Linked DNA regions of Mus musculus: region 2 is linked to region 1. The links are chromatin contacts, called in public promoter capture Hi-C maps. All regions are on one chromosome and are shown on one strand. The core of a region is the stretch at or near the end of the contact, and the rest is flanking DNA. Distances in the headings are between cores, read along the strand shown. Region 1 holds the start of Ppp3r1 (protein phosphatase 3, regulatory subunit B, alpha isoform (calcineurin B, type I)). Region 2 overlaps Spred2 (sprouty-related EVH1 domain containing 2).

The links. Promoter capture Hi-C pulls out the DNA fragments that hold promoters and counts their contacts.
Region 2: a contact with region 1 is called in a promoter capture Hi-C map of liver, with 4 times the contacts expected there. The contact joins the enhancer-like site here to the promoter of Ppp3r1 in region 1. A contact is called at or near these places in 4 of 39 promoter capture datasets (cranial neural crest, liver and pre-B cells), 1 of 115 datasets of contacts at active chromatin or transcription factors (astrocytes) and 1 of 9 other capture datasets (embryonic stem cells).

The regions. Positions count from the first base shown.
Region 1 is chr11:17,152,912-17,160,639 of GRCm38.p6, forward strand. Ppp3r1 (protein phosphatase 3, regulatory subunit B, alpha isoform (calcineurin B, type I)) reads left to right here and starts at 6,387. Exons shown (of 6, transcript NM_024459.2): 1 at 6,387-6,631. The coding sequence starts at 6,629.
Region 2 is chr11:19,984,566-19,991,983 of GRCm38.p6, forward strand. The region is part of intron 1 of Spred2 (sprouty-related EVH1 domain containing 2); the gene reads left to right. Among named protein-coding and RNA genes, the nearest start is that of Gm39603, 48 kb to the right of the region's middle. Within about 2 kb of position 2,851, at least 150 of the 459 cell types and tissues checked have an H3K27ac peak or open chromatin away from gene starts, as enhancers often do. A contact at or near this core is called in astrocytes, embryonic stem cells and liver, where this site is marked.

The DNA.
Region 1 (7,728 bases), core at 5,137-7,636:
TTAGAACACAGCTGTCAGCGCCATCTTGTAACGGCGAATGTGGGCGCGGCTCCCAACAGAAGAGGAAGAGGAAGAGGAGGAGAGGAGAGGAGAAGGGAAGGGAAGGGAAGGGAAGGGAAGGGAAGGGAAGGGAAGGGAAGGAAGAGAAGAGAAGAGAAGAGAAGAGAAGAGAAGAGAAGAGAAGAGAAGAGAAGAGAAGAGAAGAGAAGAGAAGAGAAAGAAGAAGAGAGGAGAGGAGAGGAGAGGAGAGGAGAGGAGAAGAGGAAGAGAAGAGAAGAGAAGAGAAGAGAAGAGAAGAGAAGAGAAGAGAAGAGAAGAGAAGAGAAGAGAAGAGAAGAGAAGAGAAGAGAAGAGAAGAGAAGAAAGAGGAAAAGGACAATTTTCTATTTGGAGAGTTTTTAAGAGACAGCAATTCCTTCCTTACAGTCTTGATTGTAAAGCTAGAACCACATGACTGAAGCTGCCAGTTCTGCTGTTGAATGGGGCCCTCTTTTCAATCACTTTTACATCAGATTTCTGTTGTTAGTGTCCTTCACTGCTTGAGTATTTCTTTTTTACAAACTGAAAGCTTAGCTGGTTGGGGTCTTGCCCTGAGTCCACCACTCCCTTTATTCCATTTAGCACCAGGCTTTTCTTTAAAATTTTCATCTTTTTGAGCACAGGACTTGGCTCCATTCCACTTCCTGGTGCTTCTTTTCACCTCCCACTATGCATTTTGTATTTTTTCCTTGCTCAGCTTGCTCCTTTTCATTACAGCTTTTCATAAGAGTGACCAAACCACATGATAGAGTCAGTACTAGGCTGTCTCGAAATCTCTTCTGTGAAAGCCTTTTAGGACACTTACTAATATTCTTCTCCTTTGAACTCTGTTGAGGTAGGATGTCACAATCTACATTGTGCTCCGAAACACTATCTTCCATGCTTCTATGACTCATTAAGCCTTCTTAAATCATTCAATTGCTTTATTAGTCCAAAATCCTAAAGTGCATATTGTGCCGACAAGCATCATCATAAAGCCTATTACAGCAATACCCGACTCCTGGTACTAACTTCTCTCTCTAAGTCAGTGACTTATTGTGGTGAGGAGACACTATGACTATGGGAAGAGACACTATGACTATGGGAACTCTTATGAAGGAAAGCAGTTAATTGGGCTTCTTAGAGTTTCAGAGGTTTTGTCTATTAGCAGCATGGCAAGAAGCATGTCAGTACACAAGCAGAAGTGGTACCAGAGAAGTAGCTGAGAGTCTATACCCGGAACCACAGACAGCAGAAAGAGAGAGTTGGCTTGGGCTTCTGAAACTTCCAAGTCCACACTTCCTCCAACAAGGCCACACCTACTCTAACAAGTACTGCTGCACCCTGAGCATTCTAACCTATCAACCTGTGGGTGCCATTCTTATTCAAGCCTTCATCAGAAGAGGGAGTTGGAGAGGAGGAAGAGAGCCGTGCCTTTTGAGTTAGGAATGGAGATCAGCAAGCAGTCATAAGGCAAAAGGAGGGTAGCTTCACAGAAAGAAAGTGCCCAAATGCAAGACAAAGCAAGTGTAGGCTTTGGCCAGTTTCTGAAATTCAGAGGTAGAAAAGAACAACAAGGAAGGTATCCTTTTCTGAATGAGTTCCTAGAAAATGGATGGCTTAGAGCTGCATGGAGGCAGCTTCAGAAGGGGTTCTTTGAGGGTAGGGTTCCTGGGAGGGAGAAGTTCATGATCTCATTTACAAAGTAATTTATTTCAACCTCTTCAGCATGGTGTTAAGTGAACCGGTTTTCTTGAGGGATAGCCTCTTGGCCAGGTTTGACTGGCCCAGATAAATGAACTGTTAAGTGAGGCGATAACAGTATGAAACCGCTCTAATCTTTAGAGTGCATCAGAATGTCTTGTCTCTAGTCAAAGCCTGAGGTATTCTTTTGGTCAGGTCTCAAGGAGTGACAAATCTGATGTTTATCTTTCTAGTGTTACCAGAGAACTAGCCCGGGGACTCAAAGCTTCAAATACCTTCTCCTGTAGCTGCCCCGACACTGGACACAATCCAAAATCATGAGGAACCAGACCGTGGACTTGGAGCCCACCAATACTTCTGATATCTCTGGCCTCTGGGTAGGACAGAGCCAAAGACATTTCTGAATTCCAATGTAGAAGAAAATTGTTAATTTTGGGGTCCTCTTACTTTAAACAATCTACCCCATTTCTATTTCCTGTCCTTGCGATTAACACATTTACAAGTGTGTCATGCTCCTTAAAGTTTCTGAAGCAGACAGCTTCCCAAGGATCATTTTCATGTCCAAGTAATTGGTTAACCTATTTTAATTAACTCTTAAAGAAGAAGATAATAGCTTGTTTTTGTTCAGTACAAGCAAACTTTTGCAAGATAGTAATCCCATGACTGTTCAGACATCATGTCTCCACTCAGGATCAGAGGTCAACTCAGTTCCTATTCTTTTTACAACAACAACAATGATAATAATAATAATAATAAATTTAAAAATCATGTAACAGAGTAGACTGAAAAGAACTAAAAAATAAAAACCACAAATCTATTAAATACCTGTGCTTTACCAGGAACAATCTTCCTTTAGTGAACCTTAGCAAAATCCCGCACCTCCATTTCCCTTGTCATGTGGTATTTTACATACTAAGCAGGGGCAATTATAATACATTCATTTTCCTGAAATTAGTGTTAACAGAGCGACTACAGGTGAGACCCAAGTTGATTTTGACAAAGAATACTTCCTTGAGTACCCTCAAACCTACTAATGTCTGGATGCTATGCATAATTGTCTTAGTCAGAGTTTCTATTCCTGCAAAAACATCATGACCAAGAAGCAGTTGGGGAGGAAAAGGTTTATTCAGCTTACACTTCCATACTGCTGTTCATCACCAAGGAAGTTAGGACTGGAATTCAAGCAGGTCAGGAAGCAGGAGCTGATGCAGAGGCCATGGAGGGATGTTTCTTGCTGGTTTGCCTCCCCTGGCTTGCTCAGCCTGCTCTCTTATAGAACTCAAGACTACCAGCCCAGAGATGGTCCCACCCACAAGGGGCCTCTCCCCCTTGATCACTAATTGAAAAAATGCCTTACAGTTGTATCTCATGGAGGCATTTCACCAACTGAAGCTCCTTTCTCTGTCATAACTCCAGCTTGTGTCAAGTTGACACAAAACCAGCCAGCACAATTGACCCCTTGTCAACTTGACACACAAACACATCACTAGTAAGCCTCAACCCTTACCTTCTTACTCATCCCCAAGATCTAAATAACTTTAAAAGTTCCACAGTCTTTTCATATTAAAAGTTCAATCCTTTTAAAATATCCAGTATCTTTTAAAATTCAAAGTACTTTAAAATTCAAAGTCTCTTAACTGTGGGCTTCACTAAAAAACTCCCCTTTAAGAGGGAAAATATCATGGCACAGTCACAATCAAAAGCAAAATTCAATCTCCAACCATCCAATGTCTGGGATCCAACTCACGATCTTCTGGGCTCCTCCAAGGGCTTGGGTAACTTCTCCAGCCATGCCCTTTGTAGCACACAATTTGTGTTCTAGGCTCCAGCTGCCTGTACTCCACTGCTGCTGCTGTTCTTGGTAGTCATCTCATGGTACTGGCATCTCCAAAATGCTGCTGTCTTCCACTGTAACTTGGCTTCAACAATAGCCTCTCATAGACTCTCTTCATGGTGCCAAGCCTCAACTCCTTTTCATGACCCCTTCAGTCCTGGGCCATCAATTGCAACTGAGGCTGCACCTTCACCAATGGCCTTCCATGGCCTCTCACAGTGCTGAGCCTCAGCTGCTCTGCATGACCTCTTCATGCCTTCAAAACCACTACCACCTGGGTAATTCTTACATATTACTAAGTCCAGCCACAGCACAAGGTACAACCATGGCTATCTCTGGAACACAGCCTCTGTGCTCTCAGAAAACACTTCCCAGAAGATGTCACCTCAATGGCCCTGATAAGAGTCTTTAATCTTCCCTCCAAAATTTCACAAGCCAGGCCTCCATCTTCTGCATTGTTCTCAACATTATCTTCCAAGCTCCTACACAACATTCGACAGAGCTCATAACACCGAACAGATCTTCTGGCCCAAAATTCCAAAGTCCTTCCACAGTCCTCCCCCAAAACATGGTCAGGTTGTCACAGGAATACCCCACTCCTGGTACCAATTTGTCTTAGTCAGTTTCTATTCCTTCACAAATATCATGACCAAGAAGCAAGTTGGGGAGAAAAGGGTTTATTCAGCTTACACTTCCATACTGCTGTTCATCACCAAGGAAGTCAGGACTGGAACTCAAGCAGGTCAGGAAGCAGGAGCTGATGCAGAGGCCATGGAGGGATGTTCTTTACTGGTTTGCCACCCTTGGCTTGCTCAGCCTGCTCTCTTATAGAACTCAAGACTACCAGGCCAGAGATGGTCCTACCCACAAGGGGCCCTTCCCCCTTGATCACTAATTGAGAAAATGCCCCACAGCTAGATCTCATGGAAGCACTTCCCCAACTGAAACTCCTTTCTCTGTGATAACTCCAGCTTGTGTTAAGTTGACACAGAAAACCAGCCAGTACAATCATTAACATACTGTGCCAGAAATAGAGACAAACACATTTGTGTCTTTCCACAAGGTCTTCATTTATTGAAAAAAATTCATCAGACTTTGTGGTTTCAATGGCAGTTATCTGCCAAATATTGCTGAGGCAAACACTCAGGCTTATCTTGTAATCATATCATCTACTCTCAGATCATGCAATAAATATATCTGTATAAACATCAATTACAGAACAGCTGCAAAAAGCAAGAGGACACAACAGAGTTCACAAGGTTTTATTGGTATGATAGACATGTAGGTTTTTTTGTTTGTTTGTTGAGACAGGGTTTCTCTGTGTAACAGAGTCCTTGCTGTCCTGGACTCACTTTGAATACCAGGCTGGCCTTGAACTCACAGAGATCTGCCTGCTTCTCTCTTACAAGTACTGGGATTAAAGGCATGCAACCCCACTGCCTGGCCATCAGAAATGTAGTTTGTTTTGATACTAAATAAACACCTTGGCTTTAGGAAAGATGCTGGAGCAGGCTGTTGGGAGTGTCAATGGTTTAAATGGGAAGCTATAGAGTTGAGTTCAGCTGTAGAGGCCTAAGAGCCAAATGTAGGTCCAGATGAAGGGATGGATGGATGGTACAGCTGGAGGAATAGAAAGATGGACAGTTGACCAAACCTTGTCAACAGTGAGGACTTAACTGAGTTCAAGCCTCAGGGGCAGTCAAGTGTTCTTTGCCTATCAGGATGGTCGGATGATAGATTGGTAGGGGTTGTTGCCATCACAGTGCTAGATGTCTATCTCTTTATGGAGTCCAGGTGAGGACGTTGCACCCTTTTCTTGGTATGATGTGCCTACCACGTTCTTGTGCCTGGTTTCCCAAACAATTGTAACAAACCTATGCGCTGTTACAGTTTACCCTGATAAATTCATAGGGTGCCACCCTTTCAACGCCAAGCTATAAGGCATTTTCAGTCTGTGAGTGGAACTGGATACATGGTAAGTAGCATTCGTGTCCCCTCCGGTGCAGGCATCCCCCATCCTCAAAGTGGAGTCAAAGCTCGTCTCTCAAAAGCTAAAAAATAATCTACACTTACAGAAGATGAAACAGGTAGAGCAGGACATACCCTGACCTTTATTTTCTATCTATTCAAAACCTGACTAAAATAAATAACATAAATACGTTATCTTTATCACATCTCTCCTACCAACTTATCTTTTCCTCTTAAATATAACTTCTTTCCATGGACTTTATTACCTACTGTAGTTTCACTTCTATAGTAAGGCAACTGCCACCATTACGGACATACCCTTACTACATGGACAACAGGGCAGTCTGTCTCGTAGTATTTCTCTTAAAGGCTTCTTTCTGCACCAGCTGCAGGGCAACCTAGAGGTAGTGTCTGTTGGAGTGGGAAGCAATCCCCCACTCTTGTCAGTGGCTCCCAGGACCTAAGCTGCAGCTAGCTTTGCTTCTCCTATTTTTCCAACTGCGCGCTTGACTCCACAGTGTAGACTTGCCCGTGCCTCGCCATAGTGACATGGTGTCACCCCCCAAGAGCGACACAGCCCTGTGGCAGGTCCTGTCATTCTCCCCATTTTCTCCTCCCAGGAGTCTTCCTCCTGCCGGCCTTCCTTCGGTCACATGACAGGAAGCGCGGCTCTCCCAACGTCAAGACGTCTGCCCCCCCATCTCCATGTCCCCCGGCGCACGGTACGCAAAAAGCGCTGGCGGAGCGCTAGCGGGGCTCTGCGAGCAATCCGGTTGGAGAGCGTGTGCACGGCAGGGCGCGGGTTCCCGGATGTCAGCCTCCCGCAGGCTCCGCCCCGCCCCGCCCCGCGCTCGCTCCGCCCTCTGCGCGCCCTGTTCCGTGCCTTGAGGTTGCGGTCAGCGCGAGCCGCTGCAACGAGTCGGGGCCGCCTGTGAGCGTGAGGCTGCAACCCTCTCCTCCCGCCGACGCATCTCCAACCGGGACTCCGCCCGCCTCGCTCCGGGCCCAGGCCCCGTTGCACCCCGCCCGGCGCCGGACAGCAAAGCCGCCGTCGCCGCGTCCCGAGGATCCTACAGCCGCCGCCAGCGCCGCCCGCCGAGCAAGATGGTGAGACCTCGGTTCCCCGGTCGCGCGAGGGAGGGCCCGGGGCGTCCTCTCGGATAGAAAATTCCAGAGGCCTGGAGGGTGCAGGTGCTGGGTTTCAAGTCCTCGGCTACTTGCGCGGCCCCCGGCTCTGCGCGCTCCCGGGCCGCTGCAAGGCCCTTGCAAGCCCCCCAGCCCCTGCGCGCCTCCTCCGGGCCTCCGCGCGCCCCCCGGCCCCCTGCAAACGCCGGACGTCTCCGCGCTCCCCGAGATTCGCCGCCCCCGCCCTCCGCACGACCCTGGGCCTCCGGGCGCCCACAGAGCCGCCGCCCCCGGGCTCCTAAGCCCGTGGGCCTCCGCGCAACCCCGGCCCCGTCGCCTGTCTGGCTCGTTCGGCCTTTTCTGAACCCCGGTCCCGGGGGGCTGCGCCCTCGCTACCCTCCTCCACGTGAAACCCACTTTCCGCCCCCAGATGGGTTTCCAGGTTGGGTTTTCTGAAATCCGGTGGAAATGATAGTGTGCGGCAAATGGCGCTTTATGTAAGACCCACTTCTCCAGAGTTGTGCTTCCTCCCACTCACTCCGCATTTTCCAGCAGCGAGCCTTGGCAGGGATCCTTCCACTTTCTTGCCTTCTTCGCTCGTTTTCGCATTTATCTCTCTGCTGTTTGCAACCGTAGGGGATTTTTTTTTTTCCCGAGGCCGCTTTTCTCTGCGTTGGTGAACATGAAAGGGCCAGCGTGTATATTAGCTAAGACACCGGGCCTAGAGAAATGCTCATATTGGTTTGTTAATATTTTCTTAGTATTTTTATTTCTGTTTTTCCGGTGCTTGTGGTAGTTGTTTTTGAACGATGGCGATTTAAATTTTCCCTTCCTTACTTTCCTATTAATCCGTAGGTGGAATTCACCATGTAGTATTTCTGGCTGACGCTAGGGGTGTGCCTCCTGCCTGTCACCATAGCCAAGAAATCTATGACGCCTTTAGCTTGTTACCTTACTGGTTCTGTAGCTTCACTGGGCCTCCGTTTCGTCTTTGCAATCAAGAATTGTGTTCACAGACAAACATAGCTGCACTGCGAGTTATATGTCATTTAGTTAAACAGGATACGGGATTGTGACAC
Region 2 (7,418 bases), core at 1,601-4,100, 2.8 Mb after region 1:
CACTGATTCTGTGCATTCTAGATCTCTAGAACATTTCACCTTGCAAAACCGAAACTCCAGGCACGGTGGTTGACTCTCTTCCCCGGCCCAGGACAGCCACCATACTACTCTGTTTCCATGGCTTTTAGATAATAATATAAATAGAATGGATGGTGCAATGACTTCTCCTCCTCCTCCTCCTTCTTTTTTAAGACACAGGGTTTCCCTGTGTAGCCCTGGAACTCACTGTAGACCAGGCTGGCTTCGAACTCAGAGTCTACCTGCCTCTGCCTCCCGAGTGCTGGGATTAAAGGCTTGTGCCAACACTTCCACACAGCTTGTCCCCCCCCCCTTTTTTTTTGGACTGGGTTCTTTTGCTTAGCTTTCTCAAAACTCATCCCATTGTCGACTCCACTGTTTATTAAGGCTGAGCGATGACCCATTGTGTATTGTTTAACCAGTCCTCTCTGGATGAATGAATTTAGATTATTGCCACCTTTTGGCTTATTGTGAATACTGAAGTGAAAATATGTTTGAAAGTCTTTTGAGGTGGAATTGCCTTTTAATAAAGGCTAAGGTTGATTGTATGCAAAGGCAAGGAGATGTGCCTCTGAGCATCCTGTTATGTTTAATCTAGTCTTTGCTTAGGCTTAAAGAACTCCCTTCCAGACCTGCTCACTGGAGGAAGTTGCCAGAGGCGAGGTGGTTTATTTGTGGTGCCTTGGGAATTGCAACTGTCCCAGAGAACCAGGATGAAGGCCAGAGTAGATGGCTCTTAATAAGTTAGTAACTCATGGCCTGAGTTTGTGTCTGCAGCCCAAATGGTAGAAAGGAAGAGCTAACTACCGGCAGCCCCGACCTCTGTACGTCCTCACAGTCACACCCACAGGTAGATTTGAATAGCCAAATTTAATCTTTAGAAAGGGGAAGGGTGAGAAGGAGGCAGATGTCGACACTGCCATAGAATACAGAGCTGGGTGTTGACTGGCCTTATGTTAGAGACCTTTTATTCTTTCCTTGGTACTAGTGTTGCTCACAATGATGGCTTTATTATGTTGACTTCAGGTCAATCTCTGTGAGTTCAAGGTTAGCCTGGTGTACATATGGGAGTCTCAAGCCAACCCAGAATATACAGTGAAACTGCCTTTAAAAAAAAAAAAAAAAGAAGACTGAAGAGATGATGGCTCAGCGGTTAAGAGCACTGACTTCTCTTCCAGAGACCCTGAGTTCAATTCCCAGCAACCACATGGTGGCTCACAACCATCTGTAATGGGATCTGATACCCTCTTATGGCTTGTCTGAAGATAGCTACAGTGTACTCATATACATAAAATAAAAAATAAATCTAAAAAAAAACGAGGGGAGGCTGAATAGGTGGCTCGGTGCTTCCAGAGAACCTAGTTTCAATTCCCAGTACCCATGTGACAGCTCACAACTGTATGCAACTCCAAGATCTGATACCTTCATACAAATACATGTAGGCAAAACACCAGTGCACATTAAAAACAAGAAAAAACTCCTCCTATGCTAGTTACAGCCTTTTATCAGCACATGTAGCGTATTCAGTTTATTCTAAAAACATTCCATGCTCTGCGTGTGTGTGTGTGTGTGTGTGTGTGTGTGTGTGTGTGTGTGTGTGTACTCGCATGTGCGGCGCATGCACATTCTAGGCAAACACCCTGCCACTGAGCCCATTTTCTTCCATTTTCAAAAGACTTCAATAGGACTCCCTTACCCTGGGAGTTTTATGATTGCGTAGTAACTCCATGCTGAGTGAAGGAGCTGGGCCTGTGGTGTTGTCATGGGTCTTGGTGGCTTCTGGTCTTTTTCTATTAAATGTATTCTGTTGGATTTTTACTACTACAAGTTTTCTGCTTCTGCAAGATGTTTCAGTAGCGTGTGTTTGCTAAAGCCCTTGGCAACACTAAGGGACTGTAAAGCCAATTAAAAAAAAAAATAATACAGAAGTTGTAAAGAGACCTCAAAAGCCCTTTGACTCCCCCCCCCCCTGCTGCATATGAAGAGGCTGTGGCTCAGTAGTAGATTCAAAGAGTCACACCCAGTTGTGAGAAGAGGATGTGTTACCAGGTCTAGTTAGACTAATAAATGCCAAATGGAATGACCTCTGTTGAGGAGGAACAGCCCAGATGGCCCCTCACCCCCCTCCAGCTGTTGCTCTCTCCTGGAGTTGGGCTGTTAGTAATTCCTCTTCACTTAAAATTCCTTCACAGTTGTTACCTAAGCCAGTAAATCTTAAAATCCCAACAGCACCGATCCAGGGACTTTTCCCACAACATGGAGCCCTTGTTTGTAAACTGTGGACAGCGGTGGGGAACCGCCCTTCCTCGGTCCTGGGGGGTCAGTAACCTTGAACGGTCCCTTTTCTCCCGGAATGAGGAGTCCCACTCAGTCCTGTTCTTTCTAGCGTAAAAGGAGCGTGGAACTAAGTTGCCTAATGTCCCGTCACCACATGATTGGATAACTACCAACTTGGCTGCCTCCTAGCCAGTGTCTGCTGAGGAGTGGAGATTTAGCCCCCACTGCAGAGCAGATACCTTGAAAATAGGACATTATTGCTTATCTTTCCCTCTGTAGTAAAGGAGATGACAGAACTCAGAACCAAGGTGAAAGAGCACAAAATGAAACACTAACTCTTGCCGCCTGAAAGGACACTCTACGGGTGGCTCTGACTAGAATATAAAGTGAGGCTCGTAAAAACCCTGCCTGTGGCCTGTGGGCCCTGGCTCTCCTTCCTTCCTGTGGGCTACGTTATCACCTTTTGTTTGGGAGAGATCTTAAGCTGGGCTGGCCTGTAAAAGAGTTTGTAGGTTTTGAATTTGGTAAAGTCATTTCCTGACCTTTTGACCTTGGAGGAGGGCGGGGTAGCAGGAGAAAGAAATCCATCTGTGGACTGGGCAGAAGTAGTCAGACTGTTCGGGGCATTATTGATGAAGTATAAACCTAGATTTCACACTCCCTGGCCACCGTCAGCTGGTTTCTTGCTGACACTCCACTTCCTTTGCTTTCTCCAATAATGAGGGCAAAAGCAAAAAAACAAAAAATAGTCAAGAGAAGAAGGTGGCTGTGGGTCGGAGCCCTGGGTTGGAGATTATTAACTTTAAGCAACTCCCTTTGCTGTTTGTGTTTTAAAGAACTGATTTTGTTTTATTGCTGATGCGCTTAATGGGGGTGGGAACCATTCTGGTCGGTGGCCTTGAGGTTTAAACAGGACCAGGAATATGGTTTGTGCAAGAGTGAAGGGAAAACCCGAGAGCTTGATTGATTACTTTCAGGTAAAAACAGGAGGGAGAGTTTTCTCAGGGCGGGGTCGGTTTGTCTTCAGCCGGAAATCCCTTAGATCTTGGTTAATTATGAACGCTGACCCCAGGCTCCGCCGAGCAGACCGACAATAAAGGCAGAGTCCTAAACAAACCTCCGTTCAGGTTTGACCCTTTGACCTCCCAGGGCTCTCTTGTCCCCAAAATTTTCAAAGTAGTCACCCTGACACTCACCCCTTTAGGGCACATACTTAGTCTATAAGAGTTAGATACATTCTCCCCCCCCCCCAAAAAAAAAACTAAATAAAGCTTATTTCCAAAACTACTGATGTCAAAATTGTTATGTTTTAGTGGTTTTTGGACAAAAAGTCTGAGCTACCTCCAATTGGTGTTTTGAATGTTAACAAACTATTACAATAAAATGTTTATGTGGTTTCCCAAAAGTGCCCGTGTTAGCATTTTAAAAGGTCGTGAATAATGCTGTACACTTAACAACATGGCAGACACAGCAGAGGCCTGGTGTCTTGTGGGCCTGGAGTAACTGCGGCCAGTGGCCTGGAAATCACAGTACAGAGGGGTGCTGAGGAGGAAGGAGCAGCATCCAGGGTGGAGCACTGTGCTGGCTGGGAGGAAGCCTGACATGGCCTCGTCATGCGCCCACCTAGGGTGGGGCCAAGGGTTATTTGGTGCTTGGTTCTAAAGAGAATTTTTTCTCTTTTCTTTTCCTTTTCTTTCATTTTCTTTTTTTAACCTTTTCTTTTAAAAAGGATTCTTGATTTTTTTTTTAAAATAATTCTTGAATTCCATTGAATTTTTGTTTGTTTGTTTGTTTTTTAAAAACTGTGGTTTGCATGTGCTTTTGGATCTGGATCTGTTGTTGCCAGAGCGGCTCACAAGCTTAACTTCCTGGAGCAAGTGTTTCCGACTCAGTAGTGATTACAGGTGCAGTCAGCGGCCCACAGCTGAGATAGAGGTGAGGCCGGTCCAGGCAGGATGGGGGTCCAGGCAGGATGGGGGTGGGGGCCTGGGCTATACTTATGCTCTCTGCTTTCTGGGGCCCCAGGGTGGAGGGGTGAGCTTTCCAGCTGTAAAGATTAAAGCAGAGAGTCTCTTCAGATTTTCCAGAGAAGGCCTCCCTTCCCTGATGTCTGCATGCAGCATATTCACGAATGCACTGGGCATTCCAGAAGAAAGCAGGAGAAACCGAAAGAAACCATGAAAAATCACTTGAACGGGGCTTTTACACCCTGGTTACTCACCTCCAGGGGTGCTCAGGAAAGGCACACTGACCCAGAGGGTGACCCAAGAGCATTTTATTTTAGGTCACCTGCCTTAGACAACACTTCTAACATTGCCCTTTCAGAAGTACCAAGAGGTACCTCCCCCATCCCCAGAACAGGATTTTTCTGGGTAGCCCTGGCTGGCTGTCATGGAACTCTTGTCTGTAGACAGGCTGACCACAGAGCATCCTGCCTTTGCCTCAAGTGCTGGGGTTAAAGGCTTGTGGGCCGCCGCCACCACCCAGTGTACCTTTGATGACCCTTCCCCTCCAGACCAGGCTCTTCGCTGTTGGTTTTTTATTGGCCAGGGTGTGCTGTGATCTGAGGAAGGATGGTAGAACAGGATACAGGCAGAACATACTCAGGTGTGGAAATTTCATGTTAAATGCAGTACTGACAGTAAGAACGTGGCTCGGTAAGCTGCTGCAAAGTAGCCCAGACTAGCACTATAAGGGAGGCGCAGCATGAGTTCCATGCTCCGTGCTTGTCGCACCCTGGAACTGGCACTCTGACTAAGTCTATTGGGAGCCATGAAAACTCCATAGATCTTCTAGCTCACTAGGAGCCGCGTCGGCGCTTACAGGGAGCCCAGGTTGTGTGCCACCCATCTAGGGCCCCTCACTCTGAGGCTCCCTGGGTTCACTTCCTGCTCTTTTTTGTTCCTCTGCCTTAGCTGCCTCTTAGCTGCTAGGGGCCACAGCACATAGCAGCAAAGAGAAAGGAAAGACCAGACGGGTTGGTGGCACACTATCTGGTACCCCAACCTTGGGCTAGCCCTATAAGTCTGTAGTGCCAGGGCAGTAGGCCCCACACAAGAGAATGTGCTGGCACACACAGCGCCCCAGGAACAGTGGCTTCTCTGTGCCCTGGAAGTGAAAGGTCAGATTGGAAAACACATTTACAGCAAATCTTGATGTATAATGTAAAGGATAACAGGTGAACATGTTCAGCAGCCCTGCGAGTTAAGGGGTGGGTGAGTCTAAGTCTCTCAGCAGAATTACTAGTCTGTAACAAAGTGTCTGTTTTTTTTTAACACTGGCTTTGTATTAAAACTTCAATAGGGGGCTGGATTAAGAGCACTGACTGCTCTTAAGAGGGTCCTGAGTTCAAATCCCAGCAACCACATGGTGGCTCACAACCATTGTAATGAGTTCTGATGCCCTTTTCTGGGGTGTTATTTTATTTTATTTTATTTTATGTAAGTACAATGTAGCTGTCTAAAGACACACCAGAAGAGGGCATCAGATCTCATTAAGGATGGTTGTGAGCCACCATGTGGTTGCTGGGATTTGAACTCAGACCTCTGGAAGAGCATTCACTGCTCTTAACCACTGAGCCTTCTCACCAGCCTGCTGGGGTGTCTTTTTTTTTTTTTTGTTTTTCGAGACAAGGTTTCTCTGTATAGCCCTGGCTGTCCTGGAACTTACTTTGTAGACCAGGCTGACCTCGAACTCAGAAATCCGCCTGCCTCTGCCTCCCGAGTGCTGGGATCAAAGGCGTGCGACACCACGCCCGGCTCCGCTGGGGTGTCTTAAGACAGAAACAGTGTACTTAAATAAATCTTTAAAAAAAAACAGAAAACAAACAAAAAAACAAAAATAAGAGGCTTTACTGAATATCCAGTTGTGTGTGGTTGTTGTTGTTGTTTAAAACTTCAATAGGAAAATAAAAGCCTTTACAGCCTAGTGATCTAACAAACTTTGACTTGCTAGGAGTCATTCTGAAGAATGATTCATAATTCAGTTTGATTGCCAAATAATTCTGTTTGCTCAAATCTTGAATATGCTGTCTTTGATACCAGATAGACAGGAGCCCCAGGAGTACACTAGAATATGCCGTGCAGCGGGTGTGTCTGTGCCAAGGTGAACAGGCTCTGACCTCACCTTCCAAGTATAAATTGTAAACACCACTTCTGGGTCATTGGTTCAAGGCTATAATGGAATTTCATTAAATGTATTCTGTGGTTTAGATTTAAAGATTCTTGGCCAATTCAGGGAAAAGGATGAAACTCTGCACCCCCAGAGGGGAGAGAGCCCCTACAATGTAAACAGGACCCCCAGAGGGGAGAGAGCTCCTACAATGTAAACAGGGCTCCCAGAGGGGAGAGGGCCCCTACAATATAAACAGGGCCTCTTGACCTAATAGCTGGGTGAAAGTTGGAGTTCTTGGTATTTTAGATACCATTTTCTATTTGGGGGCTCCAGTTTTGAAAACTTAACCCTGTACAATTAAATAAAAAGATACAGAAGATAAAAGCGGTCAGCTCTGTGTTAGGACCCCTTGGGTGGTAAGTCAGAAGCTCTGCGTGGCACAGTTACCAGCAGGGGTTTAGAGACGTAGGGATGGGCATGGTGAAGTAGGCACGGAGCCTGCTGTTTCTCAGAATGGCTCTGTGCCTGGGCACCGAGTTCCAGCTGACGGATTGGGCCTGTTCAAATACACAGACCTTTTACTCCCAGATACTGGGGACGGGCAATTTCATAGGTGGCTCCTGGGTTCCTTTTTGTGATTGGCCTCACTGGTCAGAAATATCTCCAGGCCAGCGTTTTTCTGAAGTGATTTTAGCCCACTTTTCAGCTTCCCTTACCGACATTAGGGACATAGTTTCTCTTATGACGCAAAGGATTAATGTTGACAAAGGGACCCAAATGTTTCACATCAGTGCCTGAGAGGAGAGTTGACTGCCCTCCCAGACAGGCCCCATGCCAGAAATGGCGTCTTTGCAACTAAATCTTCTATCCAACAGGAGGTTTTTCTTAAAACTGTTTTCCATAATGAGCTACTAACCAGACATGTAGTAACCACTTAAGTAATGGAGCTAGAGGCCTTATTTCCTATGCATATAAGCGTGCAGAGCAAATGTTTTCTCCCTTGGATGCCT